Linked DNA regions of Mus musculus: regions 1, 3, 4, 5, 6 and 7 are each linked to region 2. A link is a contact called in public promoter capture Hi-C data. All regions are on one chromosome and are shown on one strand. Each heading gives the region's core, a stretch centred on a gene start, on an enhancer-like site or on the middle of the called end of the contact. The rest is flanking DNA. Distances are from core to core; before and after follow the strand shown. Region 1 holds the start of Huwe1 (HECT, UBA and WWE domain containing 1). Region 2 holds the start of Apex2 (apurinic/apyrimidinic endonuclease 2). Region 3 holds the start of Kdm5c (lysine (K)-specific demethylase 5C). Region 4 holds the start of Iqsec2 (IQ motif and Sec7 domain 2). Region 5 holds the start of Hsd17b10 (hydroxysteroid (17-beta) dehydrogenase 10). Region 6 holds the start of Gpr173 (G-protein coupled receptor 173). Region 7 holds the start of Tspyl2 (TSPY-like 2).

Region 1 (3,554 bases), core at 813-3,312, 1.2 Mb before region 2:
GCTTATGAGGAAAAAATTAAAAGCAGACAGGAGCGAATAGGTATTATTCCTAAACATAGAAAAATACAGCTGAAGAAATAACAATTTTTAAAAACCTTACCAGGCTATAAAGGTAGAATATGGCACAAAAACATTTATCTACCAATACAGTTTCACATTAAAAAGGCACCCAAACTTTCTGAGGCAAATTTTCTACAAGGTAAGCATTACTACCCTCATTATATAAACAAACAAAATCTGAAAAGTAATTTGCCCAAGGTCATGAGTTCAATGTGAACTGGAAGCAAACACTAACTTTCTAAATCAGGCTGCTTCCTATGAATTGGAAATGTTGGCAGCATCTCCTCAATCTATGCAACACTGGTGCTAAATAAAAAGTAATTCAAATCATGTTATCTACAAAGGAAACACGTGATAGGGAATTAATTGTCTATAATAGAAGTGATTTGAGGAGAAAGGAAGTAAATTTAAATTTAAAAGGAGCGTGACTGTTTTAGGGGTAAAACTCCTGGAGGAAGGAAAAGGTACTGGGGGTCGACACCTTGCTAGGGGATTCAGCTCCTGGGGGTGGGAGGAAGAGCAGTTAAGAGAGAAATATAAGGATTAAGAAGTGAGACTTAGTTCTTAAATGTTGGTTAGCTGTAACAAAACAAAAAGATATACAGACCAGCAGACTACAGAAACATAGGCGGGAAAGGGGGCGGGTCCCAGAGCTTGTAGCGTGGAAGGGGTTGGAAAGGCAAAGTTTCACCTAGTGGGGGCACGAAGGAGACCACTAAGACTGCAATTATCCGACCACTGACCCGTTTATTGTTCTGCCCAAGTATGGTCTCAAAACATTCAAAGTTGAAGAAATCAGTACGCTGTCCCCGCGTCAGGGATAAACAAGCAAGAGGACCTAGGAAAATGGAAGGTTACTGCTGATCCATCCACAAAGATGGAGTAAATGCAGGGAATAAGATAAGCTCTTTTAACATCTGCGCCAAAAGCACCACGGAAGGACATGGGACAGGGTAGATGATTCAGGCTAGGCTCTAAATTAGGACTACAGAGGAGGAGTGATAGGATTTTTTTTAACTTCTCCCCTTAATAATGCATCCCGATATTCACGTAGCTGAGCGATTTGACAGGGAGACAGAATTTGGGAAAGGGAAGGTACTCTAATGACTCTACAGATTGACCTCTCAAACCTTAGCCCGAAAGCCGCGGGAGCAGGGAAGCAGAGCCCACCTCGGATCAAGAAAAACTAGGGGTTTCATATGGGTCGCTGCAAGGGCTGAGAAGCAGCAAGCGCGCAATAATTATGAGAACAATCTTAGGTGCGTCCCTCTCTCCCACTTTTTAATCTAATCCCCAGCCCACTACCCAATGAACTATGGACTCCCTCCCGCACTTCCCAACCCGCCCACTGCGACGACGAAAACAGAGGCGAAGAGCGATTGGTGGGGCAAAGGCAGGCCCACACGAGGCAGAGGCCGGGGGAAATGGTGTCGCTTTAACCGGTAAGAAACAGGATGGTCTTCAGCTCAGGAAGGATTTACCGGCACCACGACGTTTCGCCATTCGTCATCTCCTTAACGTCTGGTACCTGAGAAGCGTCACAAACGCGGATAGCTAACCCCTTGGTACCGTGTAAGAGCAAGACAGGCAGCCGCCGCCGCCGCCATCTTAACAGGCGGCCCGACCCTAGTCACTGCCCCCCCACCCCCAAGGTATCTCCGCCACCGCCGGCGAATCCCCACGAGGACGTAACCCTGCTCCCGCGAGAACTCACCGGCTAAGAACGGCAGCACCAGAAGACGCTGCTCGCGCCTCCGCAGCTCCTGCACTCAGTAGCCAACCTCGGCCGCCGCCTTCGCGTGATCCCAGGAGAACCTCCACCGGACCAGGAAAAACTGAGCCCAGCCCGTCCCAACCCTCGCTTGCCACCAAACCCCAAATCGCCACCGCTCCGCTCTCACCCCACGCGAAGCGAAAAGCAAATGACGCACAACCTCACGGAGCACTACGGGGCGGAGCCAGCATGCCGCCGCCGGCTCCCGCATGCGCCGTAGGAACTATCGCGATATTACGTTCAGCCTCGCCGAGACCTTCGTAATTCACCGCAGGAGACCGCCCGCGCCTCGCCTTTAGGAAACATGAGATCTCGCGAGACCAGGTGCACGCTCCTAAAAAGGAGAAAGGCGGAGCTTCGTGAAAATGACTGGGAGTTTTTTCGGGGAAAGGGAGGAAGCTCTCGTCCTTTAGGGATCTCGCTTACCACGAGGTTTCCGACCCACTGCGGAGCTTGCTACCAAACCTCGCGATGACACAGCTCAGCGCCAAATCTCGGCCATGTCTTGAAAACTACCTCCGCCCCCGATTTAGGTGTCTGGAGCCTGCCTAGTGCTTAAAAAGTCAACCTGTTTATTCTCACGCTTCCAGCAGGGCTGTACCAATTAGCCAAACTCCATTCCGAAAGCGAAAAGAATGGGTTCCCATTGTTACCTGCCTCGAGGAATAACGTGCTAGTCTTAACTAACGCATAAAAGATGTTCAATTTACAATAAACACACAAATGCAAATGGAAACAATGACACACCAGTTTTTGTGCTCAAAACATGGGGGGAAAAATCTAAAGACCTCTAATATCCATACTTCTTCCTTCGCCGCACTGCAGGCTAACCTGAATCCATCTTTTCACTAAAAGCTCATATCATTAGTTCTACCTCCGGAGTCACCAGTTTTAAATATTGAGGCTTTCCTTACCTTATAACAAAAAAGACCCAATAAAGTGGTTTTCTCCAAACAAAGGCGTCTGCCCTCAAAAGCAAATTCAAGCTTGGGGTGGGGAGAAAGGCGCTTGGAGATTTTAATATGGCAGTTTTTGCATGTCTAACCAACAATGTTTCTCCAATAAATCGGGATCCAGTCTGGCCCGTTTGTGAGCTTTTCCATTCTAATCCATTGTTCTGTCTATTCTAATTTAAACATGCTTCCTTCAGAGTACAGTTTAATTGTACAAGCACCCCCATCTTTAAAAACATTTTCTTGGTTATTCTTAGCCATCCCCCCCTCATAAACTTTAGAATCGTCAAGTTCCAAAAACTTAGTATATTTATTGGAATTGCATCAACTGCTTGAATCAATATAGAAAAATGAATATCGTTACAGAATAGAGGCTTCCTATGCAGAAGCCTGATATTCCTTCTCCATTTATGCAAACGTTCTTCCATTGTATTCCTGAAAGTTTTATAGTTTACTTCCAGATATTTTTATTTTTCTTGAAATTTAGAGTGGGGGGGTTGGTATTAAAATTTCAAAATGTTTATTGCTTATATACAAGACTGTTCATATTTAACTACTGACTTTTGTAATTAGAAAAATGAAAATATGCTCAAACAGCAGTAAAATGAAAGCAACGACATGTGATTTTTTACTGTATAACTGAAAAGATATAAAGATAAGTAACAATTCATGTTGGCATAGCTATGGAAAAATAGGCAATATCGTACTACGTTGGAGAGTGTAAATTATTATGGCCTTTGGGGAAGGAGATTTAGATAAATCTATCA
Region 2 (3,597 bases), core at 54-2,553:
GACGATGGCTCAAAGGCTGTGAAATTCTGAGGGTGTGTGCATTCGAATGGGAATAACTTTGTAGCAATTTTCAGTGGAAAAAAAAAAAACCCTTAGGATGCAAAGTTATAGTTTTCCTGGAAATAGGGCGATTCCTGTTAATTCTGTTTCTGTGGTCACAAAAAAATAAGTCGAGAACTCATCCCTACTGCCCTGCTTATTCATCCATTTGCTAAATATTTATTCCGTTATCATATAAGGTGGGTCAGAGATGGCCACTGCATTCAGGCTGCTGGCAGTCTAGTGACAACGGAAATCAATGGGGGTTGTGCACTGTGGTAAATACTGTGCCATGGACCATAAAGTGCAGTGGTGCCCACAGGAAAAGACGTAAACACAGAGGTGTGTGGACAAAAAAAAAATCAATTGTTTACCTGATTAAGAAGGGTTTAAATCTTGGCTCTACCACTTCTGTGAGGCTGAGACGAATTTATTCAACTTCTACTTAGCTTCAGTGCCTCTTCCTGGATTATCCTAAGAATGAAAGGACACGGTATAGACAGGAAAACCATAACTGCATCGGGAAATGATACTATTCTGGAGCTTAAATGGTCTAGGCCTCGATTTTGCTCATCTGAGAAATGGAGCCAAATGCAAGTCTGTCTTATGCTTTGAGAGTCAAGACAAACATGGCTATACAGGGAGGATTTGAGGCAGTCTCCTTCCTCCAGACTCCATTAAAACGGAGGCTAGCTAGGTTCTTAATTGCTTAACGGAGAAAGTTCCCTTCGCCACTGCCCAAAAGGACTCCAGGGTCTGCAGAAGCCCCTCAGCCACCGCCAGGGGCCGCTCACTAAAGCCAGAGTCCTGTCTCGATCCGGGTAGGGCGTTGGCTCAGCTTGTTTCCCCAGAGGCCTGCCCCTTGACAAAGGGACAAAATCCCATTTGTCAGTAACCTGGCGCATCAGGGGGTACTTTTGTAGTAGAGAAGAGCAGTCAGATTCGGGCGTCCAGGCCAGCATGCGGCCAGAAGAGAAGGAGCCCAACCAGAGACGCGCCTCTCACCAGTTACTCTTCCCAGGTTTTGGTCTGGGTCTTGCTATGTAGCCCAGGCTGGCCTTGAATTCATTACTGACCCTGCCTCAGCTTCCTGAGTACTGGGGTGACAGGCTCGTTTGATCAAGCCCGGTTTTCCTACAGCCTCCACCTTAGTTCCGTCTCCCGCCTAAGAGAACTGAACTCGAAGTCCCGCCCTGCTTGCGTCCTGCCGTCGGAGGGGGCGGAGGGGAAGGTGAGAACGCCCGGTGGAAACGCGAGAGGAAGGCGGGGAGCCAGCTCACTTCCGGGCAGCAATGCATTTGCCCGCCTAAGCTTCCTTTGGGAAACTGTACCGTTTACCAAAATGCTGCGCGTGGTAAGCTGGAACATCAATGGGATCCGGAGTCCCCTGCAAGGCCTTGCATGCCAGGAACCCAGCAGCTGTCCCACGGCCTTGCGACGCGTTTTGGACGAGCTGGATGCTGATATTGTCTGTCTCCAGGAGACCAAAGTGACCAGTGAGCATTCGAGAATCCAAGATCTCTACGGTGTTTTCCTTTTGATGCTAACCTTTGTTCTGTCTCATTTCGCGTTTCGTTTTCCTATACTTAGAATCCTGCCCTTATACCCATCTGAAAGGCCTGATCCTTTTCTTTCTAAACAACCCCACCCCAGCTAGAACCCCTAATTCCGACTCCTGGCCTGCTTTCCCCGTTGAAACCCTCATACACAGATTCCCACTCATTCTATAGCCCGAACTCTGGGCCTTGAATTTTCTCCTTTCATTCTTCTAAGCCAAACACCTCAGTTTTCCATCCCTGCCCCCACCTCAGTCCTTAATCCCCACCTAATCTCTGCCTTTAGCTCAGACTCTTAATTTCTCCTTCCCATATCTCCAATTCCTCTTTTCTCTCCACCTCAAGGCCCTAGATTCATTCCTCTTTGATATCTTACCTCAAATTTAGACCTAATTTCTTCTCCCATAATTCCCAGCTCGAATTCCCTAATTCCCTCTCCTACCTCCCACCCTTCAGGTCCCCAATCTCCACTGCCAGCATCTGTGAGTACTTTAATCTAAATCACAAGACTTAGCTCTGATTTGCCCTCCTCTGCTTCCCTATCTAATTTGAATATAATTTTCTTTCCTGACTTTCCCATCTCTCTAGCTCCTGTCAACATAAACACTTCTCCTGACCCTCAATTACAGCTCTGATGTATGCTAACCTATAACTGTAATTCCAGTCTTTCATGGGTCCATGGTGCTAATTTACCTCTGACTTTATATTTACTTTTTTTTCTTTTTTTTTTTTTTAGGAGATGTACTGACAGAGCCCCTGGCTATTGTTGAGGGTTATAACTCCTATTTCAGCTTCAGCCGCAGCCGTAGTGGCTATTCTGGTAAATGAGGTCTTCTGGGGGTATTTATGTTAGCATTGGTGATGGAGAAAAGGAGTGTTTTGGTATTTAATAAGAAGGTAACATATTTTGACTTTTCATTTCCAAAGCAAATGCTGCTAATTTTAGGTCATATGAAACCTCATATTTATGCACCGAAGTTTCCTTTTGTCCCTCAGAAGTATAGTAATGTACTTCTTCTGAGTTAACTGTATAAGCACTGGACCTTAACTGCCAGGGTTCAAGTCCTGGCTCACATCCTCTCTGTGTTTTCTGACAAGTTACTTTACCTTTGTGTTTCAGGTTTTTCACTGAGAAAATAAGGATAATGGTTATTTTCTAGGCTCTCACAAGGGTTTAGACATAGTCTTGCATGAGGTAATAATGATAGCTAATTTTTCATCAGCATTTGCTATGTATGTGTAAAATACATTATTATTGTTCTTGTAAAATATAACATTATTCTGTGGCTTTTTTTTTTTGGTTTTGTTTTTTGTTTTCGAGACAGGAACTCACTTTGTAGACCAGGCTGGCCTCAAACTCAGAAATCCACCTGCTTCTGCCTCCCAAGTGCTGGGATTAAAGACGTGCGCCACCACTGCCCTATTCTGTGGCTTTTTAAGAGGAAACTGAGGCCTCAGATGCTTTAAGACGCTACAGAGCCATGTATGGCCCCTGAGTTAGGAGGATTGTCCTTACTTTTTTTTTTTTTTTTTTTGATTTTTCGAGACAGGGTTTCTCTGTATAGCCCTGGCTGTCCTGGAACTCACTTTGTAGACCAGTCTGGCCTCGAACTCAGAAATTCGCCTGCCTCTGCCTCCCAAGTGCTAGGATTAAAGGCGTGTGCCACCACGCCTGGCTGTCCTTACATTTTTGAAACAGTTAAATTTGACAAAGATAACCAAAGCTGTTCCTTATATGGATACACTTGGAGTGGGATAGGCTGTACAATGATATATTGGCTGCTGACCCCGTTCAGAATGCTCTTGTCCGTCCCCAGGTGTGGCTACCTTCTGTAAGGACAGTGCTACCCCAGTAGCTGCTGAAGAAGGCCTGAGTGGTGTGTTTGCCACCCTGAATGGAGATATTGGTTGCTATGGAAACATGGATGAGTTCACGCAAGAGGAACTCCGGGTTCTGGATAGTGAGGGCCGGGCCCTCCTTACACAGCACAAGATCCGGTAA
Region 3 (3,584 bases), core at 843-3,342, 1.6 Mb before region 2:
GAGTGGAGAAAAGAAGCCTACCAAAGAACAGTCCCCTGGGGACAAACGGACAGATGGACAGATGAACAGATGGACGAAAGGATGGACACACACACCGATGTCCTTGTCATTTCTTCCATCCTGGTTCCCCAAGACAAGGTAAGAGCACCTACATAAGGCCAACCTGCCCAAAAGCCCAAGGGAGAAAAAAGGGAAATTGAGACCTCAATTATCCCCATATTAGGCGTCTCCTGACCACGTCAAGGAATATTTCCATAAGGCCATCCAGGAGTCCAACCTTTCCCTTCTGCTAGCCTTCCTGGCTTGTCACTAATAGCTGTGACTCCCTCACAACAGAAACCCATCTTCAGACACCTGTGACCAACAAGGACTCTAGACTCTAGGGCCCGGAGGATCCATCTAAAACCAGCCTATGAAAGGGCAACAAAAGCACTGAATTGGATAAGAAGACCTAAGATGCTCTTGTCAAGTGGGAATAAGGCTTCCACATCCAGAAGCACCTCCTCGAAGATACATTGTTGCGGATAAATTCAAACCAGCCCAGGAATCTCAAGTGGTTACTAAACACTGTTCACCATTGTTTCCTCCAGTGTGTCAGCAAGGCAGCAGCCTGTCCTAGCCTTTGGAAAACTTCCCCTGGGCTAGTCAGGACTAGAAGCAACAATATGGTCCTTTTTGCTGAACATTTGGGAAGCAAAGGAAGATTTCCATATCTCCACTATTGTTCCTGGGGACCCAAGAAAACCTTATCTTATAGGATCATCTACATTCTGAGCCTGAGGTAGAATCCAGATCTTCTGAGAAGGCCATACCAAGCTAACTGGTCTAAACTTCTCCATAGGAAGGCTGTGGGGACCATGTGCAAGAAGGTTCTGACATTACCTTCAACTAGAAAACGCAGGAGCCAGAAAGAGCACTCCCTGTGAGAATGATTTCCTGACTGGCCACCAGGCTAGGATATTATCAGAGATGAATTGGCCTGACAGCGTGAGTAAACATGAGTCAACACACACAGAAGCAAACCAATGACCACATCAAGCACCTTCACAGTCACAGTAATTACCACTTACCAGAGTGCACTATGTTACCTGGTTTAATCTAATTATTCCCAGCACACAATTCACAGGCTCAGGGATTACTTTACATGCCCAAGGTCATACAGCTGCTAACCTTCTAAGTAGTTTTAAACTCACGTCTGACTCCCTTTTGAGACGTGATCTTTCCACTACACCACACAGCTTGCCTTAAAGGGAATAATGACAGTAGTCGTTACTTTGTAACTGCCTCGACCAGGGTGATACAAAGTAAAAGATGGGAGTCTCTGTGCCTCCCTGCGAACTCTCCCCAGCCCATTAAGCATCTGTGTATTGAATCAAGGGAAATTCTCAAGAGCAGAGTGGGAGTGGGTCTCAGACCCCAGGTCACTTGTATGCCACAAAACGAGGAGCCCTGACCCCAGCACCCTTTTTCCGCTTCGTGAGGCATCCACAAAATACCAGCCATCCCATATTCTTCCCACACCTGCTGCCCTCCGCCCGGGACTTCACCACTGGCTACCCGGATCCACCCACAAACTCGCCGCTGGCGACCATCAGCTCCCAGCCTTACCGCGGGTGGGCGGATCTTGCAAATGCCGGACTTCTCGGCGATGGGTCTGATTTTCGCGATGTAGCCAAGAGGGTCTCGGAACTCGGCCCAGCTAGGCTCGAACACCGGACACTCCGGCGGCGGTAGGAAATCGTCGGACCCCAGCTCCATGGTGGGCCCGAGGGCTGGGCCAGAGATCGGGAGGGCTCAGGTCGCCCTTAAGGACGCATGGCGCCGCCGCTGTCTGAAACCGAGGTACTTCTCGGAGTCTAGGCCCTAAGCAGGACGGCCACCGCCCGTCAAGGGCTTAGGGGGGCGGGTGCCGTGCTCTAAAAGTCTCAGGCTGAGGTTCCTTTTACAGGTTCTTAGTCCTGTTCCGTTTCTTCCACACCTTACCGCTGCCTCCCAACTACTGAAGCCTTCACTACTACAGTTAAGTCCCAGTCGCGGCAGGTTTCACCGCTGCCACCGCCATCTTGGTTTGTCAGCGTCTCCTCCCCCCCACCTCTGTACCTCACCACAACAAACCAGATCCCTCCGCAAGGTGTCTCTCCGAGTTCCGTTTACTTTGAGTCAGAAAAAAACCTAGGAAGCCTTCATCATGTGATGACCGAAAGAAATCGGGTTGTATATGTCCCTTATTTGGAGGTGGTTAGTTAAAAACATTTCTCAGGCTAAGAGAAAATAGTTCATTTCATTGGCGGAAGAACAAAATTGTAAATCGATGGCCGGATCCTTTTACCGGATGGACCGGCGATGCACGTTTAAAGGCCAGTGATGCGCATGCGCAGTCTCTAGACAAACCGGAAGAGGAGCTAGTGTCCATAAGTAGTGAGCCTAAACTAGTACGCGCCCATGCGCGCTCGCACACGCTCGCGCACGCGCACGCACACACCCTAGATCCCAAGCCGGTTGTCTCCTCCCCAATGTCCTTTGCTGCTTCTCTCAGGTCCTTTCAGTGAGAACCACGGAAGGCGGTGATTTCGAGGAACCTCCGCCCCCTTCCTCCCCCTCCCCCTCCCATTCCGCGTGTCTACTGCTGAGTGAATTGAAGATTTACCAGACTTACACCTCTGAGGTTTTTGTTTTTAAATGAAAGAAGGAAACTCCTCACTCCCTAGAGAATGTGGAGTTTTAGAAGCTTCAGTCCCACGTAGAGTAAAAATGCATTATTCTCCCCAGTATCATTGGCCATCAGCATTTTAAAGAATGCTTTCGACTGTTTGGTATACATTGTAACTATATAAACACTTTGTATAATATGTGTGTATCCATTTTTGTAGCAACTACTGCTACAAAAAAACCAAAAGGCCTGGATGTTTACATTTTTGTTTATTCCATGTATATGCAGTACATAGAGGCTAAAAAGGGGGGGATTTTGAGTTTGAGACCAGCCTGAGCTACATAGCAAGATCCTGCCTCACAAAGTAGTAGTAGTAGTAGTACTAGTAGTAATATTATTATTACTAATGGCCGGGCAGTAGGTGGCACATGCCATTAATCCCAGCACTTGGGAGGCAGAGGCAGGTTGTACAGTGAGTTCTTGTCTCCAAAAAAAAAAAAAAAAAGGGCAGGCATGGTGGCATACATCTTTAATTCCAGTACTCAGGAGGCAGAGGTAGATGAATCTCTGAGTTCAATGTCATCCTGGTCTACAGAACTACTTCCAGGATAGCCAGGATAGGGCTACTCCCCATCTCAAAAACTCAATAGTAATAATAGTAATAATAATGTAAAGTAATGGAACTGGACAGGAGAAAAGGCATTAAAATTAAGGTTAGTAAGTTTGCTGTTCCTCACCTGAAGACATTTTGCTTTTCTACCTGAGGAACATCTCTGTAAAGAGTAAAGAACACCAGGCTTTTGGTCTCAGCACCACCCATTCTTCCTCCAGTCTCCTCTAATGTCCTTAGCCCAGACATACCACAGGGCAAAAGGAAACCGAGCAGTCTTTTAAGCCAGTGATATAAAATGCATTGATTTGTATTTGTGAAAGT
Region 4 (3,302 bases), core at 616-3,115, 1.6 Mb before region 2:
CCTGGCTTTAAAAAAAATATCTAGGGGAAATCATAGACTGGCAAAAGAAGGGACTCAGTCAAGGTCACAAAGCCAATCTGCAACAGAGCTGGAAGGGGACGCCAGTTCTCCCATCTCCCAATTCAATGTTCTTTTCAGTATAGCAGTAAAGCAATAGGAGGGCCTTTAGGGCATCCCTGTGAGCCTTCGTGCCCTTGACTCACAGCCTAATACATTTATCCCAATCAGCACACAATGGGATCTACATAGGAAAAGTAGATCCTGTCCATGTCCCATCAACTCAGAAAATATTCCTAACCTGTCTCAGACACATGTACAAACCCCAGCACAGGTCTGAAGCTGATCCAACAGATGGGAGATCTATGGACTTCCCTTCCTGGTAGGGCTCTTTAAATGGGTGTTGTTTTTCTTGAAGGGTGGAGACCAGCTGGACTTTGAGAAACTAACCAAGGGCCTAGCCTCCATCTTTGCTCCCCCATCTTTGCCACCATCACCCCCCCTCCCCATGCCAAGATGTGCTGCAGTTCCATTCTGGTCCCCACCTGCCTCGAGACGAGATCACCCCCCCCCAAAAAAAAAAGGTGTGTAGGAGTGTTTCTCTCTTTAGGGGGCTTGAGTTGATACCACCTCTGTCTAAAAATTATTTAATCCATCCTCTGGAAAGGATACAGCTAGGGGCTGAAGAAGTGGAGGGAGGTAGTGGGAATTGCTTTAGTCTCTAACTGGCTTTGGTTCTACAGGGAAAAGAAGCCCGCACTCGTCTGACCAAACCAATGTGTGGTGGCTAGGGAAAGCATGTCAGCCGGTTGAGGAGAACCTTCTCCCGATTGGGACAGGCGAAGCAGGAAATGGGATCAGGCATGGGCTTCATATACTTTATCTGCCAGCTAAGTTGGAGAGGGATCTAGAGGGAAAGGAATGGGTGGGGTGGGGGCCGCAAACACATTCCTTACTTTCTCTGGAGGGTTGTAGCCGGGCTGGTGCTGGTACTGGTGCTGTGACCTCCGCCAGCGCCAGGACTGGAGCTTCTGGATGCGCCACGACTCAACTGGCCCCGCTCCCGCGGTGGCCGCTGCCCCACGCCCACCGCCGCGGAATAGCCGGCTTCCTTCTCGCGGCCCGGGTGCGCTGGCCCAGCCTCCCTCCCGCCACGCTCGCGACCCAGGGCTGGGTTCTCATGGTGCAGGTGGCATTGGGCCACGTCGCGCTCGCGGGCTGTGTAACCGGTAGTGTCCTGAAGTTGATAGGAGGCTTCTCGCTCCTTATCCCGATAGATAGCTTCCCGGTTCTGGTAAGCGCCATCCCGGTTCGGGTAGCCCACGTCCCGGGACGCCTGGTGGAACTGGCTCTCCCGCAGCTCGCGGTGGTGGAACTGGGTCTCACGCAGGTTCTGGTACTGGCTTTCGCGGCCAGGACTATCCCGTGCGCCAAGGGGGTCCCGGTGCAGTTCCCCACGGTGCAGCTGGCTCTCCTCCCGCAGGTCGCGGTTCTCCTGGGTGAGCTGGTCCAACTGGCCCTCCAGCTCTTCTATGCGCCGCCGCTGGGTCTCCAACAGCTGCTGCTGACTCTCGATGATGTTGTTCAGCTCCAGCAGGTACTCCACCGCCCGGTTGGGGCTCTCAGATCCCGGGCCACCCGGAGGACCGGACCCCGCCTCCATCCTGGCGGCCCAGGGACAGGGGAACGGGCAGGAGAGCCCAGTCCCCGCTCGCTCACGGCGCCACCCTCCCCCGGGCCCAGCCGGGGGAGGGGGCCGGCGGGACGCGAGGGCGCGCACCGGGCTCGGGGGCCCGGGGGCCCTAGGGGGCCCGGGAGACAGCGCTGGGGCCGGCGGCACGGGGCGCAGGAGCTAAGGCTACCGCCGCCGCCGCCGCCGCCGCCACCACCACCGCCACCGCCACCGCCAGGGCTCGGAAGGACGCGGCCCACGGCGCTCCGCCCGCTGCGGAGTCACTGCGCAGCGCGGCCGCGCGGGACCGCCCCGGCCGCCGGCCCGCCCCCCGCCCCTGCCCCCACCCAGCTCTCCCGACCCGCCCCCGCGCGCCCCACCTGCAGTCGCCACCAACACCCTAGCTGGACCAGCCCCAAAGCACTGGCACCTCAGCTGGATGCCAGCCTTAGCTCAGCCTGCAGGAGATATCTCCATTCCAACTGTCCTGGGGTCTTCACCTAACAGCCTAATGAAGTCCTCCAACCTATTCTAATATGCACTGGCCCAACAGGCCCAAGACCCAAGCCGTCAAAACACCCAGCCCAGGCAGTCTCCAGACTCAGTCAACTCAGACTTCCAACCCCTCAGTCGGCCAACCCCACTCAGTATCCCATTCCTTATCCCAGCTGGCTTCTTGTTTTAGATGATCTCCTTCCAGCTCCATGACAATCTCTTGATTTTTCATTACAACTAGTCAGTCTATAGACCATTACTCCATCTCAGTACTTCTGCGTTTCTCTAGCCTTGTGATCCTCCAGCCCACCCAGTCTGTAGTTCCATATCCCAGACAGTCCCTGGAATTCAACTACTACTACTACTACCACCACCACCACCACCACCACCACCACCACCACTAACCCCCCCCCCCATACACACACACACATGTAACTCTTCAGGCATTTACCTTCAGCCCGCCAACCTCTAAATTCTTCATCCAAATCAATGCTCAGATTTCCAATCCTATCCGACCCCAGGATTCCCTATATTAGCCCGTTACTGGGTCTTTTGACCAAGGAAGGCCTTTTTGACAAGGGTCTTTTTTTGATCATTGATGATCATTTCCAACAAGCCCCAGGACTCCCCATTAGAGTCAGACTTGATGTCAAAACATCTTTCTTCAACCGTCATTTTCTAATCCCCATGGAAATGGCATCTTCTTTCATTCCACCATTGCCAATCAGTGAAGTTTTATCTTTTCATTAAGACCTGAATCAAATTCTCAGCATGGGTTTATAATACCTGTGCTTGTAAGGTTAAAGCAGGAAGACTGCTAGTATTTAGAGGCCAACCTGAACTAAGTAATGAGTTCCACACAATCCTTAGCTACAGTGTGGGATGCTATCTCAAAAAACCAAAATAACAATAGAAAGTTAGGAGCTGGAGAGATGGTTCAGAAATTAAGAGCACTAATTGCTCTTCCGAAGAACCTGGGTTCAATTTCAAGCACCCACGTGACAACTCAAACTGTAACTCCTGCTCAAGAAGGATTTTAAACACTCTTCTGGCCTTCAAGGGTGCCAGGCACTCATGTGATGCACAGACATAAATACAGGCAAAACACCCTTGCACATGAAGGGGAAGAAGGAAGAGG
Region 5 (3,538 bases), core at 532-3,031, 1.4 Mb before region 2:
ATTGAAAGTGCCTATAAGATTCACCTGGAGGATGGTAGAACCATGATGTAGGATCTAGGACAGAGGCTGCCTTTTGTTTCCTTACACGCTTTGGGAATATTCACTGCCACACCCCCTTTATCCTCCCCGTGGAGATCTGCCAAGGCCTTACATTGATAACCCGCTGGAAGTCCTCCAAAGTATGGATCTTGTTCTTCTTTTGGTGGTATGTCTTAATGGCCACTGCAATACCTGCACAGTTGACAGCCACATCTATACGGCCAAACTTTTCTTTTGCTAGAGTCAAAGCTGCTTGTATCTCCTTCTCAGAGGTCACCTAGACAGGAAGAGATGAAGGAGAGGTATTTCTTTCCTACCATACACACACCACTAAACCTGGAGAGGAAGACAGACCCAGATCTTGGGTGGGAACAGAACTGTGTGAGCAAAGGGGGGTGGGCAAGAAAGAGTTGTAATAAAACAAATGAAGATGAAAGGGGAAATGGTAGATACTATAGAAGAGTGTTGCAAAACATTTCCCAATCTGTATTCTCTTGATTCATATGCCTCGGGTTATTCTCAGTTAATACAGATCAGGGCACTATAAACACTTCTGGTTTTTTTCTCTTGCAAGTACTGATGACTAAACCCAGGTGCCTCCCACATGCTAGGCAAGAACTCTGCCACCAAGCTGTACTCCAATACGATCAGTTCTGAAAATAACAGGAACATGACCTAGCATTAAAAGAAAAAAAAAATCCCTACCTGCTGAGTTGAAGTTTTTTAACTCTGTAAATGTAAAATGTCTGGGCAAGATATGCATTCCAACTGAACATATCTTCTCCAGGAAATCCTGGTGTGTCCAATCCTCTCATCCCCATAGTGCTGAGCCCGGCTTTAGCTTTCTTACTGCAGGGCTCTCACAGTATCCAAGACTCCAGTCCAAAGCTAAAAGGAAATGAGTCCCGCCCCGCCCCGCTCCCCCCCACCCCACCCCCCACCCCCCACCCCCCCCCCCCCGCCTTCCGTTTATGTGTGTGTGTGTGTGTGTGTGCAGGAATGTTCCTGCCAGGGCACACGTGTGGAGGTCAGAGTTGGATCTTTCCTTATACCATGTGGTTCCCAGGGATCAAACGGGGGTGTCATGGATGGCATCCTGTGCCTTTAACCACTAAGCCATCTGACCGACCCCAGATACCACTCTTACGGAAGGAATCCCCAAGTTTCCTCGTGCACGAGGAGAGTCACGACTCACATTTGCTGGGGCAAATATGCAGCTTTCTCCTAACTTCTTGGCTTGGGCTTCACCCTCTGAGTCAGGTACATCCAGAAGTACAGCTGTGGCCCCTTGTCCCACCAGTCTTTTGGCCGTAGCTAGGCCAAGGCCCGAGGCTCCTCCAGTTACTACCGCGACCAAGCCCTGTGAAAAGGTACTAGGTAAACTGCTATTATCCAGACCACTCCCCACCTTTTCATTTGCCAATTCTAGAGTTCTGCGAAGAAGAAGCGGGGACGGTCAGTGACCTAAATGTGCTTCCTCTCCCCCAGCGACGAAACTTGGGGGGCGGGGGCGTGTCTCATCCCAGGAATGTTTTTTCTGTGACCCCTCACACACAGATGTAGTTGAACATTGCTTGTTCACCGATTGAGCCCAACCACCGCAAAACCACGCGTTCTCCATGCACCGATATCTCCTCTCTTGTTCCTGCCCGCGCAGTCCTAGCCTGCATAAAAACAAAGGTTAGAGGCACAGAGCAGTCTACCTTCACGCTCCGAACTGCCGCAGCCATCTTGCACAAGCCTCGCCACCAGAGGAGGGCTTTTAGTGCCTTTTGCACATGCTCTCGCTGATTGGCCGACGCAGAGCCGCCTACTAGGTGGAGCGGCTGTCGCGGGGGCGGGGAGCAGTTGCGGCAGAGGAGGGTGGGGAAGATAGGGGTGTGGCCTGCTGTCCCGGACCTTGGAAAGGGAAAAGTTTAGATCCCAGGGTTAGGAACCTATCCTTTGTAGAAAAACCTAGCGGCTCCAGCTTGAAATCATTACTCCTTCATCCTGCTCTCTAGCAGATCTTTTGGTAGACAGACAGCTCCACCGGAGAAAGACAGGGCGAAGAAACTGAGTCCCTTCAGAAACTGAATCCCTTTCTCAGGAAAGCTTTCAAGTGTAAATGAAATCGATTCCTATGTGGTACCAGGTCCTGGGCATACACAGGGTGTAATACAAGGTCCATATTTCCAAAGAGGACACGGTTCATTTAGGAAAAGATAAAATTACAGTATAGACAACTAAAGGGACGTAGAGGCTGTTTTTTTTTTTTTTCAGTGATGAAATCAAACCCCGAGGTTAAGCAAGTACTCTACTATAGAGCTACAAACAGCCCAAGTACAGATTCCAGAATGTATAGCTGAGAAGACTAGAAGATTCTGAAATACAGACAGGCAACAGAGAGATAAATAAGTCGAAGCAAGGATAGAGAGCGGCCAGGCAGGATTAGACTTTTATGCAGGGGCAGGGCATGTCACTAGGAACTAGAGATAGGAAGTGGGCCTTATGAAACATGTACTTCTGGAAAGCAAACTCAGAGTCAAGGACATCTCTAATCAGCTCATCCTTTGCTCCGTTTCTATGTTCAATGCCCAGATCACACATTGTAGATTGGACCTCATCTAGAAAATGTTGTTAAAAACTCAGGTCTCTGGTTATCCTAGACTACCTTTCAGTCAATTAGGAACTTGAGGGTGGACATCTAAACTGTCTTCCATCCATATTTTGTCTCAAAGTCTTCAGGTCCACAAATCTGAGCCTACACTTTCTGCCTATAAAACTGCATTATGTCCTTTCTATGTTAAGTATTTTCCCATCTACTTCCCTGTCAAGGAAAACACCCCTCAAGTACTCTTGGTTGCTGATAGCAGTATAAGTATACTGATTGTCACTACTTTATCAAAGGATTTAGCACCAGATTAGAAGTCTTTATTTTTTAACCACCTCCTTCGTGTGTGTGTGTGTGTGTGTGTGTGTGTGTGTGTGTGTGTTTGTATACTGTGTAGGGTCAAAAGGGCAACTATGGGATTTGATTCTCTCCTTCCATCGTGTGGGTTTTGGTAATCAAACAGATCATTAGGCTTGGTGATGACACCTTTACCTACTGAGACATCCTACCAGTCCCAGACCACAATCCAAGTGTCATGTGAAGTGTTCCCAGCAACTTTGACCCTTGTGTTCTGGAGGCAGAAGCAGGATAACTATAGCAAATGTTGAAGCCATGCTGGTTTACATAGCCAATCTTAGGCTAGTCAGAAGTAGACTACATGACAAGACCCTGTCTCAAAGAGGGGGGGGGGGAGGCAGTTCTTCCACTGGGACTGCATTGAAAAAGAAAAAAAAAAGCATTCTTCTCTGGCCTAATACACTTACTACAGACATAGTGAACTCTTTTGTGTTCATTTTTACATTTTAAAAATTACTTTATTTTCTCATATATTACATCCTGACCACAGTTTCCCCTTCTTCCTTCTGCCCCCACCTTTTCCATCTCCCCCACCTCCTCCCTCCCCAT
Region 6 (3,766 bases), core at 497-2,996, 1.8 Mb before region 2:
TCTCAAGGATCTGTCAAAGAGCCTTCTTCAACTTTGTGGATCTTCTCTGCTATATCTTCTCTCTATTTTCTATCCCATTGCTCTCTACTATCAATTCTACTATTTACACCTTCCTTTAAGTCTAATGTGTCCTCTTTTTCCAACTTTAGACAGAAATCCGACTCTTCCTTTTGTGTGTGTGTGTGTGTGTGTGTGTGTGTGTGTGTGTGTAAATTTAAAGCTACAAAATTGTCCTGCCACATAGCCTTAGACACATTTCACAAGATTTCAGGTAAAGATTTCCATTCTAGATCAACCCAAAGTCCTTTCTAATTTCCACTTCGAATTTATGTTCAGTCCATAGGGTTTTATCCCTTTCCAAAGCATCGTGCCCAAATTTAGAGATTATAAAAATAACCATCTAAAGATTTTCTAAAAATGTTTCACACCTCTCCCACCTACCAGATTTATATTTCCAGAGAGCAGGCCTGGGGATCTAGATTTCACAGGTACCAGAGGGATCCAGAGGCAGGTGCATGACTTCCTGGCCCACAGGTTGGTAGCAGATCATGGTTTTCATAAGGGCAGGCAGCAAGTCTGATTTACCCAACTCAGCTGAGTCCAGCACTGGACCTACATAAAGCTAGTTAATGAATGAACCAACAAGTGGGGTAAGAAAACAAATAAAATACAAGTTTTATATCAAGAGAACTGGAATTGTTGACTGCTACAAATTAGAGGAACCACCACAGCATCATTTGGTCCCTATTTAAACCAATTCAAAACAGAACTGTATTCCCTGGTCTTCCCATGTCTGTTTCCCAGGCATTCTTCTCATCTTTTGCTTCATGCTGTCCTGGAACACAGCCTTAAGTATGTGTTCATGCTTGCCTCCTGGCCCAGAGAAAGTAGATTTATCATTGTGGGTATCCTCACAGGGGCTCCGAGTTGGGTGTCTGACTCCTCCTCCACCTCTCTCCAAGCCAACTTCCAGAGCCTACCCATAAAACCCCATCCTAAATAAGGCTATCTACCTTATCTTCCAAACCTTCCATACCAAACCTAAGAAATTTCCCCTGAATCTTTGTCCAAAACCGGACCCCAGACCTTTACAAGCTCTGCCCTCATTGCACGAGTATCCTAAGCAAGTTGCTATCTCAGCAACCTCTTGGCTACTTCCCCTCACCTCCACACAGGCCTCTCTCAAGTCAGAAAGGCCTGAGCCTGATTTTGTCAGTCAGCTATTGTCCTGGCAAGAACAACCACCACACCACACCAAGCATCCCCATTCAGTAAGCCAGGCAGCCAAGTTCTCCCGGTCTCGCCAGCCCCCTCCCCCAACCCCAGCCGCCCCGCCCCAGGGAGGACCTTGCTGGTGGCTGGGAGTCTCCCGGCTGCTCAGCCTCCCTTCTTCCCTCCCTTGCTCTCCCTCCTTCCCTCCCTCCTCCACCCGCCCCTCGGGCAGGGACTGTGCAAATCGAGGAGAGGGGAGGACCAACAGGCTACACAGGGTCTAGCTAAGGGGCCAGGACTCCTCACTGAGACCCTATCCAAGCTAGGTGTTTCCCGCATCACGGAATCTGGATTTGTGTGAAGCGGGGTGATTCCCGGGCCAGGAATTCCTTCCAGCAGGTCCACTGTACCTTCGTCTCGCTTCAGGACCCCCCTTGGATGCTCTGAGCCACCCTTCTCAACCCGGATCTAAAACCTGGGACACGGCTATCAGGCCAGCCTCTCTCTCCCTCCACCCCTCCCCCTCTTTCTGGCGTCCATCCCCTCCCCAACACCACCTCTGCTACTGCCTCTGGCTGTGGACCTGCACCTCTTCTCCATCCTCGCCAGGCCCGGAGAGTGGGGTTAGCCTGGATGAGAGTGTGCCCCTAACCTGGGGCCCTCCCAAGCCATGGCTCCTGTGTTCCCAGGGAGGAGTCCAGGACCCTGAGCATCTGCTAGAAGCTTGGCAGAGGCCCCGCTGGGACCGTGTCTTCTGAGGACAAAAGGCTGCGGCCAGCAGGCAGACTGGGTGGGGGGTGGGGGGGAACCGGTAGCTAGGCAGGCAGAACAGTAGCGGAGCCAACACTGGCCCCCTCCCAGACCGGCGGTGGCATGAAGATGGGGGTGGGAGTGTGTAGTGGGAGAAGCACCTACCAGGACCCCCATCTGCCCGCTACTTGGGCACCCCAAAGCTGTGTGCTGCCCACCTGGTGTTCCCCAACATCTCCAGCTCTACCAAGTGCACCCCTCTGGCACCTGCTTCCCTTGCTGCCAGTGATTTAGATCAACCAGGCTGTATCCACGGCAACAGAAGCAGGAGTGTCACTGGCTGCCAGATCAGTGAGGGTCCCACAATGTGGCCTGGGCTGTGGTTTATCCTGGATGAGACAGAGTGAGTCTCCTTCCTGAATTCCAAGACAGTCCTGCTAAGAGAACCCAGGTAAGTAGTCAGCATTCTTCCATAAAGGAGCTAGGGGAGGAGGGGGGCTGGGACTTCTCTGTCTCTCCATATATTTCAGTCTCTATCACTGTCATGCTTCCTGTCTCTCTGTTAGTCTCTCTGCTTCATCACTGAGTATGACAACACTCAAACCCCAAGACTGCTTATCTTTCCCCATCTTCTTTAATCCTGAATGTCCCATAAGAAAGGGAACCACCACCTGTTTCTCCACCCCCAACCCCTTACAGGGTCTGCTTCTATCATTATAGTCACGTTTAGACACAAGACCATTCCTTGTGTGCTAGCTGTGGAAGGGGTACCTGGGAGCTCATTGAGCCTTGTTCTCACAATGCCTGCAGCTTCCTTTTCTCCTTCTCCAGGTTCCTTAGGTTGTTTGCAGAATTGTGATCTGTATGTGTGTGTGTCTGTGTGTCTGTAAGAGAGACAGAGAACCTGGGCACCAAGCAGGTGGGTAGATATGACAAGGAGGCTGCTCCTAGTGCAGACCACCCCTCATTCCTTCCTTTATTCTTTTCCCAGTCTCTACCTACAGGTAACATACCTTTGCTCACTCACCCTGGAAGATGTGTCCCAGCTAGTGGGAGGAAGCTGCTATAGGAATAGAGGAAGGTAAGGTGGGGGTAGGGAGCACATTCAGGTCCTGGGCTCTGAGAGCGCTTGAACCAATCCCCATGACAATATACAGGGGACAGGAATAACGTAGTGGTCCCCACACTGTGGGCCCTGGCTTCTATCACATGGCTCTCTGTTTCTGTTTCAGATACCCATATTGTGTTTGGGACCTCCAGATCTATGACACAGTAAGCCAGAGGTCCCTGTATCTGGAGGTGCAGGAAAACCTGGTATATGGAGAACATGGATTCTACTAGGGACACGGCTCCTAACTACTAGTTCGCAACTTTAGTGGAGGCATGTCACTTGTTGAACCTTGATTTTCCCCATTTGTCAAAGAGACTGGTAACCCTTTCTTCATGGATGTGTGCAGGGATTAAATAAATTGGTGCATGCAAACAATTATCTGTGTTTATAGGATGGTGCTGAGCAGTGTCAGGGTCAATATTATTGCTGATTGTTCATGATTAGTATTGCTACAGATCAGGAAAAGGATTAGTGCCTTTTCTTTAGGGTCTTAGCAGAGATCTAGGGAAGCCAGCAGATGGGAAGGTGGAAGGTGGCAAGTAGAGGGAAGCAGAACAGCTTTGTGCTATTACTTCTAATTTGTAAAGAGTGATAGATAGTCGGGGGCAGTCATCCCTACCCTACTCGGGGTTCTTTCCATGCACTTACCCTTATTTGTGTACACACACACACACACACACACACACACACACA
Region 7 (3,361 bases), core at 644-3,143, 1.8 Mb before region 2:
CAAAACTTAGTATGTGCCTGCAGCAGGAAATAGAGTGCTTAGGAGATGGAACCTGAAATTTTTCATGTATGTATGTGTCAAGAGAGTCAACTCCCATCTCATAAAGTTGTCTTCCTTTGGCCCAGCTTCTGAGCACCAGGTAAGGAGAGAATACTTTAGAACCCCATCTCTTCCCAATGTCTGGAGATTCAATCCTCACCCCAAATTTCAAACAAGGTATTTCTTATATTAGACCACCATGGAAATAGGAACTGGGAATAGGGGAGGGATCAAACATGAAGGCAATGGGGTTAAGAAATGGCCCCCTGCAATGTAATGGCTTTTAGAGGAACTGCTCAGCCTAAACTGCAAGTCCTTCTTACGGTTCCACTGTATACAGCTGGGACTTGGTTTAGCTTTGACTAAATTCAGAAGGAAAGATAACATAACGAAAAAGCCCAAGTCTGGGGATCTACCCAGCTGGCCTACTCCCTAAGCACTCAATTAATTTACTATTTATTTACTTATTTCTTCAGGTGCACAGAATTGAGCTGACCCTATTACTCAGTTCTTGGCACACTCTATCATTGGTCCATGCAAGGTCCTTTTATTATTTTGCTTTGTCCCCTTCATCACCCATTCCTGATCCCATCCTTCCAACCCCACATAGGCACCGCTCTTCAGTACTTAATGTGTGTCCTTCCAAACCACCGTTCATGTGTTTATTTACTTATGTGTATCTGTGGAAAATATATGGTATTGATGTGTTTTAATTTACATAAACAGTATTGTACTATAAATCTTGCTCTGTTTCTTTTTTCACTTAACATTCTGTTTTTGCGAAATCCAGCCATGTTGCTATACATAGATCAAATTTATTCTAGTAGTCCATCTAAAACACATATCACATCCATTTTCCTGTTGATGGATTCTGAGGTTCCTTCCTCTGCTACCACAGCAAGGCTGCAATGGGCAATTATCTCCTCTCCTTAGGAATGTCTAATGTAGAAGAAACAAGCTCAGAGAGGGGCAGTGATTTGGCTAAAGTCACAGTGGAAGTCACCTGCTATGTGGATTCTAGAACCAGAGCCAAAACTCCACCATCGTGCCTCATCAAAGACCAGCCATTTCTGATCACAAACAAAATAAAATATAATATTAGGGTACAATTAATAGCCGCATTCATTTAGGAAAAGCTGGGGTAGAAATTATGTGTAGACAAAGAGAATTTTAAAGTTCTAGAAAAATCTAGCACATTAGTTGAATCACCTTTTTTTTTTTTTAATGACGCAGAGGAAGTTACTCTTTGCATCTGTGGAGCCATTTTGCAGAAATAGAAAAAGCCATGTCAAAACCTGACCACCAAAGCAAAAAGACCTCAGATATTTAAACTACTAGCAGTTCAAAGCAGCCTGCGACTGAGGGGCTACAGCGCTCACCCCACAGGCATAAACTGGTGGGGGAAGGGACAGATTTTAAAAGTGCGTAGTTGTTGGGGGAGTGGGGCGGGGAGAATGATAGCGAGGCTCTCTGATTTCATTTGAGCACATCTCGTTCCCTGGTGCTTGCGCACTCCCAGCCACCCTCCCCGGGCCTAGTCTTGTGGTCTTCAGAATCACTGGTACTTTTCCCATTGGCTAAAACATTGCAAGACTGAGGGTGAGGGGGCTCCTACCCTAGCTTTCCTCATAGCCAATCGCCCCGCAGTTTTCCTCTCATCACTGAGGGGCAGTCAGCCTGATGATTGGTGGGCGCGAAGGGAGCCAATTAGAAAATGATGATGTGTAGTGTTGGCAAGCGGATTGCGTGAGAGAAGGCAGGGGCTGAGGGAACGCTACCGCCAGCTCCGAGGCCTGCAGCCAATGGCGGGCAGAGCAGACGCCATGCCAGGGAGTGGGCGGGGCCTGGGCGATAGGCGCTGTGGGAGTGGGGCAGGCGCTGTGGGAGGGGACGTCAGAGCGAGGTGGTGAGCAGAGCTGGTCGCGTGAGGTGTGGCGGCTCCGCTTCAAGTGTGACTGGTGGCTACGGCCTTGTCTGAGAGCCGCAGAGCCAGTGTTGTGAGTGCGGTCACCATGGACCGCCCGGACGAGGGGCCTCCGGCCAAGACCCCCCGCCTGAGCAGCTCGGAACCCCGTCAGCGCGACCTGCCGCCCCCGCCACCCCCACCGCTCCAGCGACTGCCCCTGCCTCCACCCCAGCAGCGTCCGAGACCCCAGGAAGAAACCGAGGCTGCACAGGTGCTGGCTGACATGAGGGGGGTGGGCCCCACGCTGCCCCCACCACTGCCCTATGTCATTCTTGAGGAAGGGGGGATCCGCGCGTATTTCACCCTGAGTGCTGAGAGTCCCGGATGGGATCACGCAATGGAGTCAGGGTTCGGGGAGGCCCCTTCCACAGGGATCATGGAAACGCTCCCATCTTCAGAAATCTCTGGGGGAAGCCTGGCAATTGACTTTCAGGTTGCAGAGCCCAGCAGCCTCGGAGAGAAGGCCCTAGAAACCTGTAGCTTAGGAGGGTGGGGGCCCCAGATGTTAGTTGGTCCGAAGAGGAAGGAGGAGGCTATCATAATAGTGGAAGATGAGGATGAGGATGACAAGGAGAGTGTGAGGAGGCGGCAGCGTCGGAGGAGGAGGAGAAGGAAGCAGAGGAAGGCGAAGGAGAGCCGAGAGAGGAGTGCCCAGAGGATGGAGAGCATACTGCAGGCCCTGGAGAGCATTCAAATGGACCTGGAGGCGGTGAACATCAAGGCAGGCAAGGCCTTCTTGCGTCTCAAGCGCAAATTCATCCAGATGCGAAGGCCCTTTTTGGAGCGCAGAGACCTCATCATCCAGCATATCCCAGGCTTCTGGGTCAAAGCAGTATCCTTCTCATCAGTATGCATGGGCCAGAAGCCCATGACTGAAGGGGAGATGTGTGGAAGAGAGAGAAGAGGTGTGGGGGAGGGTCAGAGATGAGGATGATGAATCCCCATTAGAAGATTCTAGAAGGCGTGGAAGAGGGATGGCAAGAGGGCAAAATCGCATCTAAAACTAGACTGCAGAAGGGAAAAAGAGTAGCATTGCAACATTTAAAAAGAAAATGGATCCCAGACAATAAAAGAGGGAGGGGTAACGGAAAAGGCACACAGCCCATAAACGGAGCAACAGATAGAGAAAGGAGGAGAGGAGGGGGGAGTACAGGTGATGAACTGACTAAGGAGGGAGGGCGCATAAGCTCTTCGGGAAGCGTGCTCAAACCACACAAGGCTCCATAAACCTGGGTCTCTGCTTAGATACCTAGAAATCCCAAATCTGTCTACCATCCTCTCCATTAGAGGGGAGAGAGTAGAAATGGGATGGAACCCTGAAGAATCAGGAGAAAGACCACTTGGTTGTGAGGCTCA

Evidence for each region. Promoter capture Hi-C pulls out the DNA fragments that hold promoters and counts their contacts. Capture Hi-C pulls out chosen DNA fragments and counts their contacts.
Region 1: a promoter capture Hi-C map of liver shows a contact between it and region 2, with 8 times the contacts expected there. The contact joins the promoter of Huwe1 here to the promoter of Apex2 in region 2. A contact is called at or near these places in 15 of 39 promoter capture datasets (the 3T3-L1 cell line, 3T3-L1-derived adipocytes, the C10 cell line and 9 more), 4 of 484 Hi-C or Micro-C datasets (B cells, cranial neural crest, erythroblasts and 1 more) and 2 of 9 other capture datasets (adipose tissue and liver).
Region 3: a promoter capture Hi-C map of liver shows a contact between it and region 2, with 9 times the contacts expected there. The contact joins the promoter of Kdm5c here to the promoter of Apex2 in region 2. A contact is called at or near these places in 15 of 39 promoter capture datasets (the 3T3-L1 cell line, the HPC-7 cell line, HPC-7-derived erythroid cells and 9 more), 5 of 115 datasets of contacts at active chromatin or transcription factors (astrocytes, bone marrow-derived dendritic cells, embryonic stem cells and 2 more) and 2 of 9 other capture datasets (adipose tissue and liver).
Region 4: a promoter capture Hi-C map of liver shows a contact between it and region 2, with 6 times the contacts expected there. The contact joins the promoter of Iqsec2 here to the promoter of Apex2 in region 2. A contact is called at or near these places in 2 of 39 promoter capture datasets (cranial neural crest and liver), 1 of 115 datasets of contacts at active chromatin or transcription factors (astrocytes) and 2 of 9 other capture datasets (adipose tissue and liver).
Region 5: a contact with region 2 is called in a promoter capture Hi-C map of liver, with 4 times the contacts expected there. The contact joins the promoter of Hsd17b10 here to the promoter of Apex2 in region 2. A contact is called at or near these places in 8 of 39 promoter capture datasets (the HPC-7 cell line, cranial neural crest, embryonic stem cells and 5 more), 3 of 115 datasets of contacts at active chromatin or transcription factors (astrocytes, embryonic stem cells and pro-B cells) and 1 of 9 other capture datasets (liver).
Region 6: a contact with region 2 is called in a promoter capture Hi-C map of liver, with 4 times the contacts expected there. The contact joins the promoter of Gpr173 here to the promoter of Apex2 in region 2. A contact is called at or near these places in 3 of 39 promoter capture datasets (the 3T3-L1 cell line, cranial neural crest and hippocampal neurons), 1 of 115 datasets of contacts at active chromatin or transcription factors (embryonic stem cells) and 2 of 9 other capture datasets (adipose tissue and liver).
Region 7: a contact with region 2 is called in a promoter capture Hi-C map of liver, with 8 times the contacts expected there. The contact joins the promoter of Tspyl2 here to the promoter of Apex2 in region 2. A contact is called at or near these places in 7 of 39 promoter capture datasets (the SN4741 cell line, cranial neural crest, embryonic stem cells and 3 more), 2 of 115 datasets of contacts at active chromatin or transcription factors (astrocytes and extraembryonic endoderm stem cells) and 2 of 9 other capture datasets (adipose tissue and liver).

Annotation. Positions count from the first base shown.
Region 1 is chrX:151,801,790-151,805,343 of GRCm38.p6, reverse strand. It overlaps Huwe1 (HECT, UBA and WWE domain containing 1), which reads right to left and starts at 2,062. Exons shown (of 83, transcript NM_021523.4): 1 at 1,775-2,062.
Region 2 is chrX:150,585,861-150,589,457 of GRCm38.p6, reverse strand. It overlaps Apex2 (apurinic/apyrimidinic endonuclease 2), which reads left to right and starts at 1,303. Exons shown (of 6, transcript NM_029943.2): 1 at 1,303-1,535; 2 at 2,332-2,415; 3 at 3,413-3,593. The coding sequence starts at 1,382. It also overlaps a transcript of Pfkfb1 not described here.
Region 3 is chrX:152,231,735-152,235,318 of GRCm38.p6, reverse strand. Kdm5c (lysine (K)-specific demethylase 5C) reads right to left here and starts at 2,092. Exons shown (of 26, transcript NM_013668.4): 1 at 1,609-2,092. The coding sequence starts at 1,758.
Region 4 is chrX:152,142,831-152,146,132 of GRCm38.p6, reverse strand. Iqsec2 (IQ motif and Sec7 domain 2) reads right to left here and starts at 1,865. Exons shown (of 15, transcript NM_001114664.2): 1 at 954-1,865. The coding sequence starts at 1,660.
Region 5 is chrX:152,000,139-152,003,676 of GRCm38.p6, reverse strand. It overlaps Hsd17b10 (hydroxysteroid (17-beta) dehydrogenase 10), which reads right to left and starts at 1,781. Exons shown (of 6, transcript NM_016763.2): 1 at 1,743-1,781; 2 at 1,235-1,399; 3 at 152-316; 4 at 1-24. The coding sequence starts at 1,769.
Region 6 is chrX:152,366,698-152,370,463 of GRCm38.p6, reverse strand. It overlaps Gpr173 (G-protein coupled receptor 173), which reads left to right and starts at 1,746. Exons shown (of 4, transcript NM_001359449.1): 1 at 1,746-2,413; 2 at 2,954-3,043; 3 at 3,195-3,343. 3010001F23Rik (RIKEN cDNA 3010001F23 gene) reads right to left here and starts at 1,892. Exons shown (of 4, transcript NR_045451.1): 1 at 1,770-1,892; 2 at 442-622.
Region 7 is chrX:152,341,016-152,344,376 of GRCm38.p6, reverse strand. It overlaps Tspyl2 (TSPY-like 2), which reads left to right and starts at 1,893. Exons shown (of 7, transcript NM_029836.4): 1 at 1,893-2,837. The coding sequence starts at 2,052. Gpr173 (G-protein coupled receptor 173) reads left to right here. Exons shown (of 4, transcript NM_001359449.1): 4 at 1-779.